Regions from separate parts of the Cyprinus carpio genome. Here region 1 is linked to region 2. Evidence: chromatin contacts called from public Hi-C data. All regions are on one chromosome and are shown on one strand. Each heading gives the region's core, a stretch centred on a gene start, on an enhancer-like site or on the middle of the called end of the contact. The rest is flanking DNA. Distances are from core to core; before and after follow the strand shown. Region 1 holds the start of LOC122138872 (28S ribosomal protein S16, mitochondrial-like). Region 2 holds the start of park7 (Parkinson disease protein 7 homolog).

Region 1 (2,700 bases), core at 141-2,640, 230 kb after region 2:
CCATTACAGTCAGCCATTGAATACTATGGGCCTAAAAATATGAATAATTTTCTTTCGGGTATACCTTTTTTTATTATATAGATGTAATATTTTCTTCATTCTATTTATTTTTATTTATTTATTTTCATTTAACACACTTCTAAGAAATGAAAATACCTGCATGTTCAATAATAAGTAAATAAATAAACAAACAAACATGGGTGTAGCCTACAAATGATACTTATTTAAATAATCATATATTTTTAAAAGAATATCATTAACTCCATGAATATCAAGGACTTTTGTCAAGGTTAATCCATTTGACCTAATCAGTATGTGCCTATTCATTAAATATATTAGATTTTACATATTTACATCACAAAGTATAGTATGCAAACATGTTTTATGTGAATTTATACATCTACTTTCACTGCAGTACTCCTTGTAGGCAACTTATACGAAAACTGCTTACATAAGGGAAAGTTCACCCAAAATGGAAATTGTGCCATCATTGTGTCATTTTCAAGTTGCAAACTTATGAGATTCTTTCTTTTATTGAGCACAAAAGAAGATATTTTTATGCATGATAAATTTGTTTATGAATAAAGATTGATCTGTTGAAAGCAGTTATTTTGAGTTAGATGCCAAATGCTCTCCTCATATTCAAAATTGAAATTGAAGGGGTGAATACAACATATTTGCCCACCAGCAGCTATAGTTGCCTCACATTCAAATACGATTTTCAAGAAAAAAAAAAAAGAAAAAAAAGAAAACCTGGGAAAAATAAATGCAGAACATGTTCACAGAGGACACTATTAACATGACTATATGCATGAAGCCATTCAGAAAAATTTGGGTTAAGTGCAGAAAAAGAATAACAAAAGAAGGTCCTTGGACCTTTAATAAATGTCTTTTGAAACTAGATCTCCGTAGAACAAAACCGCCATCTATTGGCTGAATTCATCACATTATACACATATACTCTTGACACGAAGCAACATGAATATAAATAACGTAAAGTTGCTAGAACGCACAGACGTAACATACTTAATATTCATGAGCAAAGCTTTCATCATAGTAGGATCGAGAAACACTTATGCCAAGTGAAGGAAACTGTTATTGATCATGTGTTACTCTGTCCTAGGTATGAACAGGAAAGGAATGAACTACAAAGAGAACTACAGAACATAGGATGCAGTGGATTTTCAATCTGCAACACTTTAAACACAAAACAAGGATCTGGTAAAATAATAAAGACAGGTTTAAAATTCATTAAAAATAGTGGACTTAAGAATAGAATATATATCATAATAATATACGTAGACTAAAATCACTCCACACTCCAACACAGGAGATGGCGGTATGCATCTAAAAAGCTGGTATGCGACCCGCCAATAAATCCCACAGAAGAAGAAGAACACACTCTTCCGGTGCGGCAGGAAAAGATGGCGGCGCTCTCACGAATGTCATGTTGTTGACCGTCTCCAGATAGTTGTGTGTGTTTAAACGTTATTACATACACATGACGCTTATATTCAATAATATTACAGACGTATCTACATGAAGTTACCGCATTTATAAGGTATGTGTTTTTTTTTTTACGCGAAATGTATATAACGCTACTCCATGCTCTCATAAAGACTGAGATTTTATGTTCCTTATTCGTTCATGTGTGGTGTTTTATAAATATTTTGTATTGACTTACTCTCTTTTGTCTTCGACAGAGTATCTCTCAGTCATGGTCCATTTATGTAAGTAGGTTTAATGTAATTTATTCTAAGTATTGGTCATTTTTGACGACTCCCTGTTTTAACACAAGAGTCCACTCAACATCTCGGGCCAGTTGTTCAGAAGTAATCTGATCAAATTGTAGTTATCGGGCCGGGGACAGTGCATCTTTTGGTCATTTGATTTTGTATTTAAGCAGCCTACAGTAAATTTTCTAAGGAAATACAAAAGCATTATTATTATTATTATTATTATTATTATTATTTCTTATTACTGCTTTAGAGGCTCTGTAGAGCAGCACTTCTCAATTCCAGTCCTTGCGCCCCCCTGTTCTGCACATTTTGAATGTTTCTTTGTTAACACACCTGATTCAGATAATCAGCTCCTTAGAAGTGAGCTCCGTGCATGAACTGTGTTCCCATTGACATGCTCCCTACACAGTGTTCATTGCTCCCTACTCCCTGAGCAGGGGACATTTGTTGAAGTTTACTTCACTTCGGAACATTCATTCACGGATTTGTGCTGTACAGCGTCTTCACACACAGATGGGTGTGACATCATATACCTCTGTGAATAAATACAAATTAAATTCATGTCTCGCACACTTCGATGCACTTTGAATAGAAAATATACGTTCTCTTCTAACTGGAATCATGGCGGAATATCCTGTGATGTCCACTTCGCAGGGCACTTAGTTCGAATAGAACAAACATCTGAAGCCATAAGAGAAACACAGAAAATGTGCAGAGCAGGGGGTGCGAGGACTGGAATTGAGAACCACTGCTGTAGAGCACTAATAATCCAGATTTAGTAATCTGAAAAAAGTGTTTATGGATCATTGGGATCCGATCCAATTTTGCTTTGAAAAACCAGTAGAAAAGTAAGATGGATCACCTGATCCTGGATAGCAAAAAATGGGATTACAATTCTAGATCATTCTGAACAACTGACCTCTCAAGTTTTAATGTGCATTTCAAATAAGAAAGACATCCA
Region 2 (2,700 bases), core at 57-2,556:
GGATGTGATAAATTGAACATATAGAAGTCTAGTTACATCAAGTTTTATTGGCAATGCACTATTTGGCCATTGGATGGAGACAGCACTCCATTCACCTTCAGCTTCAACTTCATTCAGCACAACTTAGTTCTAGTCAACTTGATGTACTTATGAGAAGGTTGTTAAACAAAAATGTTTTTGGGGGTGTTTTAGGGTTTGGTGTGGGGGGATATTGTGATATCGGCTGCACTGCACGGGCTCTTTACCCGCCAGACCTGCCACTGTAACAGCAATCTATGGGAGAGAGGAAAAAACATCAATGAAATGAGCATATCAGCTTTTGTGTGTGTGTGTGTGCATAATATATCTCTCAATCAATATATTTGTACATTTTAAACTGTTTTAATGTGGAAGTTATCTATGTGTGTGTGTTTATATATACATATATAAAATTGCAATTAAAATTTAATACTGTAATAGTTTAATTATAATTTAATTTAATAATTTCAAATGTAAGCTTTTTTGAAGATCCAGGTTTTTTTTTTTTTTTTCATCTGTAACAGATTAGTTACATATTTCCATTTTCACTTTTTACAGGTATATCATAATTATTCAACCCCTGTTCAACATGTTTTTAAGTCTCTTATTTGTATGGCAGGGCACAAAATTCGGCATCATTACTCCAGTCTTCATGATCCTTCAGAAATCATAATATTATAAATATTTGCTGCTCAAGAAACATTTCTTATTGTTATGAATAATGTTTAAAGATTCTATGATGAATAGAAAGATCAAAAACAGCATTTATTTGAAATAGAAATATTTTGCAATATTATAAATGTATTTGTTGTCACTTTTGATCAATTTAATGCATCCTTGCTAAATAAAATTATAAAGTTCTCTCAAAAAACTACGTATAAAAATCTCTGATTATGTAATGTCAGAGTCCAGATGACTTTGGCATTAACACACTGGCAGCTCAGAGTCTGGCACATTCAACAGACACTGATCACTGCATTTACTTTACAAAGACAAATGCAGAAATTCAGATGCATTTATGCCCCGCACACACATAACTAGTTGTCTACAGACTTGCACACAGCAGCACTGCATTCGCGCGCAGCTCCACAGCTCAGTGGAAGAGTGCTGTAAGGCTACAGACCCCCGCTCTGCGCATGACATCCACCGGGATCACCGTTTCCATCTCCTCCGCGCCCTTCGCCAGAATCACTAGAGCTCTTTTACCAGCCATGACTGCGAGTCTGAGGCCTGTGACGGTCTGCAACGCTACTCACACGCGACACATTTATTATAAAAGGCGTTTCCGGTTCTGGGGAGCTGCCAGGCAAAATAAAAGTCTTCTTTTTAGTTCTTCTTGTATGGCGGTGATTTAATTTATTATATTCATTTGTGTAATCCTGTACTTTGTATTATTGTTAAAATAGAATCATGTAATTTCTGTCAAGATCTGAAGTGAAAAAATCGAGTTTATTATAAATAGTCAACATAGAGATGAAAAATGTAGATCCTTCAACCAGAAAATATCCTTAAATGCATAATATACACTTCAGATTTATTTTCTGTATCTTAGACTATATATATATATATATGCAAAAGTCTCTAAGTGCCGTCTGAAATTTTCTTCTAAAATAAGCATTTTATCAGGCTCCTATATTTATGTTCAGTTATTTCACTTTAAATGCATGGAAAACAGCCTATACGTTGCAATTAGGGTAAAATTACTGAACCTAAACATAATGTATATATAATGTATTTTTGTATTTTAACTGCTTTTTATTGGTTGATATAATGTTCGTAATACAGTGGTTCTCAAACCTGTCCTGGAGTACCCCAAGCCCTGCACATTTTGTACGTCTCTCTCATTTATTACACCTGATTCAACATACAAAATGTTCAGTGCTGGGGGTACTTCATGGAGAGGTTTGAGAACCACTGTTGTAATAAATAATAATAATAATAATAATAATAATAATATGGAAAATGCAGCTCTTCGGCCAGTAGAGGACGCTACAGACCACTAAATTGCAGTTTCAGGCATAGTATTTGTAACTTGCTTGTAGATGGGCCTGAAAACAGCATTCAGTGTCATCATCTATGAGCAACAGAAATGTTGACACTGGAGGCAAATTTCCAAAAATTTCAAAGGAAATGTAATAATTAATGTGTTTATTTTAATGACTGGAAGATGAAGGATTTTGCCGAATGTTTACAAATGATTTAAAGAATCTTCTCCAGTGCAACATTATCTAAATCCTGCACCCTAAAGACTCAACAAAGTACAAGTCTCAAGCTGTTGTTGCAAAAACCATGTGTAGTTTTTGAGACTGTTATTTTTTGTGTTTTTGTAGAATGAACTGTCTGCAGCAGTGGATGATACACACATCAGCGGCCTGTTTGTTGCGTGCCTGTGTGCAAATCCAGCAGCCAGCTGTGATTGCCAACATATGCAGCTGGGATCAACTGAGCTCACCCTACATAGCTTATTTTCCCTTTATTTAATTATTTCCCCAACTCTTTACCCCAGAAGCTTATAGTATGCCTGTGTTGTAAATACAAAATGGCAATTAAAGTTGTTTGTAAAACAGGTAACCCTGGTAAGACTGAGGGATTTGGCTTGGAAACACAGGCGATGTGGAGTCGCCCGCTCAGCCATCTGTGCACAATCCTTAACATACCGCTGCTGGCAGCCGCTCACACTGG

What was found. Hi-C and Micro-C count contacts between places; a contact is called where the count stands out from the background.
Region 1: a contact with region 2 is called in a Hi-C map of skeletal muscle, with 4 times the contacts expected there. The contact joins the promoter of LOC122138872 here to the promoter of park7 in region 2. A contact is called at or near these places in 2 of 8 Hi-C or Micro-C datasets (both in skeletal muscle).

Annotation. Positions count from the first base shown.
Region 1 is chrB11:7,613,988-7,616,687 of ASM1834038v1, forward strand. LOC122138872 (28S ribosomal protein S16, mitochondrial-like) reads left to right here and starts at 1,391. Exons shown (of 4, transcript XM_042733713.1): 1 at 1,391-1,561; 2 at 1,704-1,730. The coding sequence starts at 1,718.
Region 2 is chrB11:7,380,924-7,383,623 of ASM1834038v1, forward strand. It overlaps park7 (Parkinson disease protein 7 homolog), which reads right to left and starts at 1,307. Exons shown (of 6, transcript XM_042733708.1): 1 at 1,142-1,307; 2 at 174-273. The coding sequence starts at 1,231.